2 separate regions of the Mus musculus genome follow, and region 1 is linked to region 2. A link is a contact called in public promoter capture Hi-C data. All regions are on one chromosome and are shown on one strand. Each heading gives the region's core, a stretch centred on a gene start, on an enhancer-like site or on the middle of the called end of the contact. The rest is flanking DNA. Distances are from core to core; before and after follow the strand shown. Region 1 overlaps Tns1 (tensin 1). Region 2 overlaps Tns1 (tensin 1).

The links. Capture Hi-C pulls out chosen DNA fragments and counts their contacts.
Region 1: a promoter capture Hi-C map of adipose tissue shows a contact between it and region 2. The contact joins two enhancer-like sites. A contact is called at or near these places in 3 of 39 promoter capture datasets (the 3T3-L1 cell line, cranial neural crest and hematopoietic stem and progenitor cells), 4 of 115 datasets of contacts at active chromatin or transcription factors (embryonic forebrain, embryonic stem cells and heart atrium) and 2 of 9 other capture datasets (adipose tissue and liver).

What each region holds. Positions count from the first base shown.
Region 1 is chr1:74,101,880-74,106,806 of GRCm38.p6, forward strand. All of the region lies in intron 1 of Tns1 (tensin 1), which reads right to left. Among named protein-coding and RNA genes, the nearest start is that of Gm31637, 8.7 kb to the left of the region's middle. Within about 2 kb of position 2,307, at least 55 of the 459 cell types and tissues checked have an H3K27ac peak or open chromatin away from gene starts, as enhancers often do. A contact at or near this core is called in adipose tissue, where this site is marked.
Region 2 is chr1:73,929,558-73,934,430 of GRCm38.p6, forward strand. All of the region lies in intron 22 of Tns1 (tensin 1), which reads right to left. Among named protein-coding and RNA genes, the nearest start is that of 6030407O03Rik, 68 kb to the left of the region's middle. Within about 2 kb of position 3,279, at least 61 of the 459 cell types and tissues checked have an H3K27ac peak or open chromatin away from gene starts, as enhancers often do. A contact at or near this core is called in adipose tissue, where this site is marked.

The DNA of each region.
Region 1 (4,927 bases), core at 1,057-3,556, 170 kb after region 2:
AAAGTCCTTCAGGGCTTGAAAGAATAGAAATTTCTTCGCCTGGTCTGATAGATGGGTTGTATAAGCTCCTGGCACCATGATGGGCTGTGTCCCCCTCAAACTGTCAGCCAAAATAAATATGCCCTCTCCTGAGTAGATTTTGTTAGGTATTTTTTAAAATTAATTTTTTTCTTCTTTTCTTTTTTCCTTGAGTGACTGTGTGTGAGACAGACAGACAGACAGACAGACAGACAGAGAGGAGAGAGGTATGTAGGTAGCTTCAGAGGCCAAAAGATGACAGATCCCCTGGATCACAGGTAGGTGAGAACTGACCTGGAAGCAGATCCCAACCCCAGACAAGGTGAAGGCCATCTGTGATCTACCCACCCCCACATATCCACATATTCTTAGATCAGGGCCAGGGGAGTCCCCTTTTCCCATAGCAAATCAAGGCAAGGAGGATAGGGTTCCTAGAGGGGCCAGTACAGGTGTCAGGAAACAAGAGAGCAGGTCACTGCACAGCTGTGCCCTGGGACAGCCGTGGGAGGAGGGTCTACCTGGCAGCCCAGCACAGAGTCTCCTCTGTTGGTTTTGTCTTCCAGGACAAAGGCAACTCCTGTTAGAGGAGAGTCCCGGAGCATTTGATCTCAGGCTCCCAGACTCTCTTTCACACCTAGAAAGAGGTGTGCAGGCATGGTTCCCTGGGGACCTCCCAACGCTTCCCCAGGAAGGGCTTGGATCCAGTAATTCCCCTTTTCTCCCTACTCGCCACCTGCTCACAAGAGCCAGTGTCCCTACCCTCTCTTGTGATGCCCCAAGGGCCCCAGGAGGTTTGCAGTCAAATTCTCCCACCCTCAGGTTGGGCTCCAGGTCCTTCTGCTCCCCCAGGGTCTACTCAACTGTACTCACAAGATCAACCACCCAACCAGGCCCAAGGCATAGAACTCACACCCAGCCCCAGGCCACTCTGCCTACAACAGAACAGACTCCTGCAGAGTAGACCTGACTCACAGGGACTCAAGTGGCAACAGCTCTAGGCAGCCTCCTCTGGCCAGCCCACAGGAGTCCTCCTCCAGTTCTTCTGTGGGCACTGATAGCTCATTCCCTCCTTGTACTTGGCACCATTCCTTGTTGATATATCTGCTGGCTTCTTCATTCTCCCTTTCTTCCCCACCAGAAGGCCAGCTCTAGAGGCCACTGTCCACCACTCTCAGGTGCACCCTAGTACCCAGCACAGGATCCGACAAGGGGACAGTAAACAGGAGCTCACTTGAGGGGGGCACAGGGAGAAGAGAGGGAGGGATGAAGGGTGAAACATCCCTTCCAGATTCCAGATCCAGGCCATTGGTCACTTTGAGAGTTCTGCTGTCACTGCAGCCAGGCCAATAAGATCTTTATGTCCCCTCTCTACCCACCCTGACAAGAGACACCTTGATCTCTCTTCTGAACCAGCCCTCTGGTGTCCACTCAAACTTAGAAATGCCCCACCCCTTCCCTACCCCTGCTTGTCACAGGACTCTGAGGCCCTGATTGCTTACACTGATTTGCTATACATGGCCAGCAAGTATCAGTGCCAAAGCTGACAGAGGCCCCTGTTCCTGGTCCATTGCTTTTCCATAGCATAACATGGTAGCCAGAAGGAAAGAGGGCAATATCTGTCCTCCTAGGGGTGTTCCTTCACCACCGCTAACCCAGGTCTCTGATCTTCTACAGCCCGGAAGTTCCTCCTGATAGCTAGCCTCCAGTCCCCCTCTCAAATTCCAAACCGTTTCCTTGAGTCTGCCTTCCTAGGGAAGAATAGCTTGGTCACTCTCTTCCACACAATAAATGCCTCCAGACTGGCAGCACAGTATTCAAGCCCCCTCCTCTCCCCACCCCCACCGCTCTCTGTTCCCTGGGCTGAGAATCCTGGTCCTCTGGGCCCCTTTCCAAATGATTTCCATCACCACTCAGCGGCCTAGGACATGATTAACGGTGGGTGGGGGAGGAGTGGGAGTGGGGACAGGCCAGGCAGGCTATTGATCCACTAGGGACCCCCAGGGTGGGGAAGGAAGGGCAAGGGTCCTGAGGTCATCCCGGTCATCCCTTCTCCCTGGAGTGTTCTTTGCAGGGCCCAGAATGGAGACTTCAGGCCTGGGAGCTGGGCTGCTGGGTGGGAGCCCAGGCCCCACAATAAGATTACAGCAGGGAAGGTCTAATTGATTCTGATGGATCTGAGAAAGGCGGAGATGAATGGGGAGCAAGGAAGGAGGGTGGTGGAAGGGGACCCAGAGAGCCGGGCAGGGAAACCCCTTTTTGCATCAGCACTAGCTAATACAATCATGGAGTGCCCTGCCCCCACCTCCACAGCCCCTCCCCTCCTGGGAAGCCAGCCACTGCCACTCCACAGAGAGGCACAGGAGCAGAAAGCTGACCTAAAGCCTCAAGACTAGGGACCCAGATGAGAAAGAAAGGCTGAGACAGACATTCCCTGGAGGAGGGAAAGATGGGGGGCAGTCTGAGGCAGAGACAGATCAACAGGTTCTGCCCACCTCTCCTTAACCATGTCTCTTCACCATTTCCCTTTCTCAGGCCAAAACTGTAGCACATGGAAACCTATAAGTGGATCTTATGACTCTCATGCTCCTGCCTCAGCCTTGGCCTCAGCCTGGAGCCTACAGATATCTGAGAACATGGGCGGAAGCCAGGTCACTGGGACAGACCTCTTCAGGACAGAGAGGACAGAAGGAAGGAAAGGACCTCCAAGAGAAAACGCCAAGCTGACTGAGGGAGGGACTAAACAGAACCCCACAGTCTAGAGCAGGGAGAGGACCAGCAAGTGGAGAGGGGGGCAGAGCAGGGAGGCCTAGCAGGGCCAAGCTGAGGGGCTGCGAGAAGACGATTGGCTCCTCCCTTCTAGAAAGAGCAAGGTAGAAAAGGAAGGGACACAGGAAGAGGGAGATGGCACAGACCAGCCACCCAAGGACACTGAATTGAGAAGCAAGCCAGACCTGGCTCCATCCACTGCCTGCAGAAACAGCCGATCCTGCCGAGATTGCCTTCCCAGGCTCAGTGCACAGGAAAGAAGTTGCTGCAGCGGGTCCAAGCTCAGGTCTCCAGATTGTTCTAGCCACCATAGTCCCCAGGGTGGAGAACCTTAGAAGGACCTGGACACGTCCAGAACAGGCTCTTAGATGGTGTGATGGGGTCAAAAGCCCACCTAGACATAAGACCTTCCCACCCCACAGGTGCAAGGGATATGACACCCTGATACCGTGATTGGTTCTAAACAGCGATACCCTTCAAGTCAAAGCTAGACATTCTCCTACAGACTTACGTCCCTCCTCTCCCCCAGTCTGAGTGGTACAATTTGGATTCCTCCTCACCCTGACCCCAAAATTCCCAATCCTACTCCATGATCCCTTGAGTCCAGTTTCTAACACATTTTTCTTGCTCTGTGTGTAGCTTCAGGGTAGAACATGCCTGGCCAGGCTCAAACAAACCAGAGAGAAGGTCCTATCTTGCCCTGTGATTGGACCAATCTGGGCTCCAGCCCCTCTGGGAGACTCAACCTTCTCATCTGTGAAATGGGCATCACCTCTTATCTCCCAAAGAGAAGGACCCTGATACAAAAAGACTAGCATCCAAATCCTAACCCTGAAACCCATGGGACACATGATCTTGAGGATACCTGTGTCATCCTGAGCCACCATTAACGTCTTCTATAAGATGGAGACAAGAAGCTGACCTCCCTGGGAGGAAAAAGGAGTGAATTAAATGTAAAATTGCCTATACCCGCTTGACATACCAAGGCACCCATAGATGCCCAGACAAGTATCTTAAAACCTGGCATCAGTTAGGGAAGATGCCCTGGGCCTTTTCTCAATAGCCTTTCCTACTCTGCCAGCTGCACACTGACCACCCATCTACCAGCCAGGGCTTTGCACCGGAGCACAGTGTCTGGAACACACAGTTCATAGCCCAAGCCAGGCATGAACACTGCGGGAGCAGAGCCAGGTGTCCCAAGAGGACATCAAAATAGTGCTGGCCAGGGATGGGAAGTGGGCCAAAGAAGAGGCAAGGTGACGCTGCATGAGGAGGCTTGGGTCCAAGAACAGAAGGGGGCAAGAGGCTGCCTCTCACTTAGGGAACATAGAAATGGAAGCCCAGTCATGAATTTCTGCGAGCTTACCCCCACCATAATCAAAAGAAATGGGGCAGCACTAAAGCAGAAAGTACTTAAGTTAGACAGCAGGAAGCACCTCCAATGAGACATTACACTGCTGGAGAGACTTCTGTATTCGCCCTCCCATTCTCCATACTCCTCTTTTCAAAACCTTTTCTAAAACAGAGACTTCTGTTTTCAGCACAAAAATCTCATAAATTCCTCTTCGCCTTTCCAGGAAACCCCGTACCCAGAGTCTTCACTCTCACTCAGCTCCACACCCTAAGAATCATCTTGCCAAAACCCAGAACTCACACCTACCATCCACAGGTCTACTCAGCCCCCTGGGTAATCAGGTCATGTTCCAAGCCAACAGCTGTTCCCTTCCAGCTGTTCCCCAGCTGGGCCACACCTGGGCCCTCCCACCTGGCTCCTGGCTCTTGACTTCCTTGTGTTTTTTTCTGCCTGTGGGAGGCAGAGCGAGGTTGCATGGGCTGAATGTGTGAGCCGGAAAGCAAGGAGGAACCGTAGCCACCTGGGGGACAGGGAGGAACCAAACTGTTGTTTCTACGCTTGAAGGAGGGCTAGGGACAAAAAGAAAGAGGACAGAGGGTCTGTCCCTCATGGGCCTTGGATTAGAAGAGCCACGCCCAGCCCACCAGGCAGGGCAGGGTCACAGGAGGCTACAGGAGCTGTCTGACCATGTTGGACCCCCAAATGACAGGGGTGACATACTCCCGCCTTCCCCTTCCTTCTCTTACAATGGCTTACTTGCCAGCCTCCTGAGGAGGCTCTAAAGGGAAA
Region 2 (4,873 bases), core at 2,029-4,528:
TCTTTAGGAAACAAGGTAGCAGGTGAATTGGTTGGTGGTCTGCTCTAGCTTGTCCCCTCAGCCCAGAGAAGGAGAGTAATTTGCTCAGGACACAAAACCAGCCTAGGGCTGTGCCTAGCACCATGTCTCCAACCTCACAATATAGGTTCTGGCTGGCCTAAGGGAACCCACAGTCTCACAGGGACACCAACACATGAGCCAGAGAAATGTCAGATCGACAGGATCACCCGTAGTGGCAAAAACAGCCAAGAGTCAGTCATGTGAGGTTTGTAAGGTATGGAGAGCGTAAGTACCCAGCCCGTATGGGGCAGAGGTGGCATAGGTACCCAGGCAAGACAGTCTTCCAGCCAGCTGTTACTCACAGGTCCTAAGACTACCCAAACTTGGGAAGCCAGTGGCCTGTTCCTCCCCACGCCTGCCACTCCATCTGAACATTCCCAGGCTCCCCTAGGTGCTCAGCCCAGCTCCATTTGCTTCCCCGTGACACACAGCCATCCTCTCACCCAGAGAGCCCTGTAACCCACAGCCTCCACTTGCCTGGCAAGGGCTCCGGCACTGGCCACAGCAGAGGACAAACCCAGAGTCACATGACCCTCCCTTCCAGCCCCACCCAGACATCACTTTGCCTAAGAAGTTAGACCCAATCCACGCACTCTGCTGTCTTTAAGCCTTGAAAAATCAGATTGAAACCTACATTGACCATCTTTCCTACCCCTCTCCCACTCCACCCTTATCTGCACCCCCGTGGCCATATTCTACCTGCTTCTCCCCAGGCCTCTTCCTCTATGACTCCAGATGGCTTTGGCCTTTGGCTGGATTGGTTGAGTCCTTACTGGCAGGGAGACTGGGAGGGAGAAGATGAGTTGTAGCCCATCCTCTATTTATCTCCAGCAGTACTGGCTCCTGGGTGGGCAGAGACAGCTCCCACCCTGCTAGGGAGCTCACCCTCTCTTGTTCATCTGCGCTTTTCAGTCACCTACTGGAACAAACCACGGGCTTCTGCCAAGATCTCAACCCACACATTAGGTAAGCACCGCACTCTACGCTAAATTCTCTTTTTTAAAAGCCCATATTCTGCCAACAGGAAGCTAAGAGAAAGCCCACAGTCGGAAGAGTCACGCCCAATCAACCAAGGTAGTGAATCTGTCCCTGCTGAGTGCCTACTGGGCTCTGCTTCCCTGTCAAGGGGGAATAAAAACACTCACCTGCCTAGGATGGAGGCATGTGAGAAGGAACATGTCCTTTGAGTTCTTGGTAATTCTGGTTGGTTTCACATTGGTCTTTGACCTCAACCTCCCTTGCACATTCCTTGCCTGGGGTAAGGTGGGGGATGGTGGTCAGGACTCCTCCTCCTCTTCCAGTCTCTTAGGGAACAGCTGACCCATAGGCCACCAAGCAGGGGAGGGCAGGAAAAGTGGAGCGTGGGGGGGGGGGGTACTTCATGGAGAACATTCCAGAGCCCAAACCCATTACAAGTGGTTGTTGACAGCTGGGAGCAGTGGAACACACTGGTGACTTACTCCTCAGCCAGGGACTATCTGCTGGTCACCTGCATTCCCAGGTACATCGCCCCACTCACTGGGAAAAATAAAAGCTTGTGCCAAAGTAAAAAAGGCCAGTACTGTCCACCCTGATAAAATGAAGGCATATAGGTGTGGGGAGAAGGCCTCCGTGGTATAACACTTGCCTAGCATGCACAAGGCCCAAGGATCAATCCAGCTCACAAAACATGCATGCATACATACATACATACATACATAAAATATTAAAGACATGGTGGTAGAGAAGGAAGTGAAGAGACCCCTTGACCACCAGATCTAGAGCTAGCATTAGTATTGGGGCGCTTGCACCCCCTCTACGGCCCCAAATACCTCTGCCTCATGGTGAGATTTCTGCCTTCACTGGGTACCTCACTCATCCTTAGATTCTCAGTCCCTAACACGTGGCTGGGTGCATGGTAGGTGCTGGACAACTCTGTACTAGGTCACCTGTTTTGATGCCTCTAAAACAGCATCACCAAGAATCTCGAAGACATCAGAGTTCCCAGAAACAATGTCTTCCTTTATGCCTAATCCGTCCTCGTGGAACCACGGGGACAAACAGAACCAGCACAGAAAGTCTTCCTAGATCCACCATGGCAAGGTGTCTTTCCCTCCTTCCCTCTCAGAAAAGAATCCTGTTCAGACATTCAAGTGACCCTTGTACCATGTGTACCCACCAGAAGGGGCAGCCCCCACATGCCGAAATGATACCGATTCTCAACTCTTCCCCTGATCCCTATGGGCCTGACAAGCCATAAAATCCCTCTTGTTAATAAAATGGAGTCTGTACTCCCTAACTCTCAGCTCTGTTATGAATAGTGTGACATTGACCTTGCAAGGCCTGTTTGACCTGACTCTAGGCCACGTGCACCAACACCGGGCACGGGTTCTGTGCACCAGTTTAATTGGCTTTTTTAAGTTTCTAGGGGGAAACAAACAAGCTGGGGACTAGGGAGATGGCTTCATGGGTGAAGAGCTTGCTGCTCAAGGTTTGAACCCCATCACCCACACAGAAGCTGGGAGCAGTGCCAAGTGCCTGCAGTCCCAGCACGAGGAAAGAAGGGAGCTGGAAACGGGGGTTCCTGAAGCTCAGTGGCCAGCCAGCTTAGCCAAAATGACAAGATCCAGGTTCAACAAGAGCCTTTGTCACAGGCAACAAAGTGGGATGTGATAGAGGAAGACACATCCCACATCAACCTCAGGCTTTTACACACATACACACATCTGAGCCCAGAGCTCATGTATGCCATTTCCCTCTTCTCCACTCCCTACCCAGGGTTCACCAGGCTAATGTCATCCCACATGCATGTCCACCCAACATGTTACTTCTTTAGTCTAAGGTTTCAGAGAGCTACGTCCCTTCCTTTCAAAATGTCCCATACACAATTTTTATTCCCTTAATGAAAATGGTCATGAAATTAAGCATAGCTTATCTCCCCAGAGCCTGGCCCGCTGCCTGCTGCATAGCCGGCACACAGAACAGCAATTGACTCTGTGATGCCTCAGTGAAGAAAAGAATGCACAAATATATTCAGTCCAGTGGCTTGAACAGAGCAAACACCCTTCACATTCTTCCTTCCCCAGCGGAGGAATTCTGCCACTGATCATTTTTCCTCACAGGCCTCTTTTTTCTGACTTTCCCATCAAAGTATCAGCAGGGACATCAAGCACAGCTTCCAAGGGTCAACCAAGAATGTGGCCTGGGCTGACCCGGGAGGCGGTGCCTGAGTTATGAAATGTGCAATTGGTAGCTCGGCTTTAATCCATGTCCTCACCACCCACTCCCAAGCTGGAAGCCCAGGCCACTGAGCCTGGCTGGAAATAGGGGTGCGCTTAGACGGGGCCCTTGACTAGGAAACAGGAGGCCCAGCAGTACAGTCTGGCCCTGTGGCCTCTTGGCTGTGACCTTGGGTGGGTCTCTCACCCCCACCACATCCCAGACCTTGGTTCCACATCCCTGAGAGGACAGGCGTGGCTGGGTGGATCTCAAGAAACCTTCCCATCAGAATTCCTCTGCTCTGATACAAGGGCAGCTGGAGGGTAGGGAACTCACAAGCTGAGAGGTATTTGTGAAGCATACTTAGGAGGTCTCTCTTCAGCTCTGTCAATCTTCACTCTACTGAATAGTTACGCAGAAGCAGAACAGAACTGCCAGGGTCCGTGTGCCCACGTGGTGACTTTCTCCCTGGAGTCTGACAGCCCACTCCTTTACTGAGTCAGCCACCCACATTCAGGACCTGAGCCTCTCTGTGCTGTCAGGCACTAAGGCTGTGGGAAGCAGTCTAGAGAACGCTCATCCCCTGCCTGCAAGTAGCCTTGACCCCCACTTCCCAGATCTGCAGCTGGGTCTGCAGTATACACAGACGTTTGTAGCTTCTACACAGGCAGGTTAGAAACCAGCAAAAGGAGCTGGAGAGATGGCTCAGCAGTTTACAGTACATGTTGCTCTTGTAGAGGACATGGGTTCAGTTCCCATCACACACACAGCGGCTCACAACCATCTGTAACTCCGATTCCAGAGAATTCTACACCTTCCTCTGACCTCCACAGCCACCAGGCACACAAGTGCATGCACTGTGGCAAAATATTCATACATATAAAATAGATAAATCTAAAACTTAAAAGATAGTTAATAACAACATGGAGAAATCAGTAAAACCTTTCAGGAAGCCACGACCATCCCACCTGGAATCAGTAGGACCACGCCCACGCTGGGGTGGAAATCAAGACATTCAGTGCAGAGGAAAGCGAGCCTAAGAAAACCAAACTAAAGCCGGGCGTGGTGGTGCACACCTTTAATCCCAGCACTCGGGAGGCAGAGGCAGACAGATTTCTGAGTTTGAGGCCAGCCTGGTCTACAGAGAGAGTTCCAGGACAGCCAGAGCTACACAGAGAAACCCTGTCTTGAAAAACCAAAAAAAGAAAAAGAAAAAGAAAACCAAACTAAGCCCCTATTGCACAGTGGTTCTCAACCTGTGGGTTGTGACCCCTTTGGGGGAGATGGGTAAATGACCCTTCCACAGGGGTCGCATATCAGATATTTCCATCACAGTTCCTAACAGTAGCAAAATTACACATATGAAGTAGCAACAAAAATAAATTTTTCATTGGGGTCAGCACAACATGAGGAACTGTATTGAAGGGCTGCATCATTATAAAGTTGAGAACCACTGCCCTATAGGAATGGCTACCTACTGCCAGGGACCAAGGTGGGAACATCTAACATAGCACAGCTGGAGGGAACCTTGGTACTCACCTGTCTAATGCTTCCTGTGGAGGTGAAAACACGCATGCCCGGAGACGCACCGAAGCCACTCGGGCAGTGTCCCTTA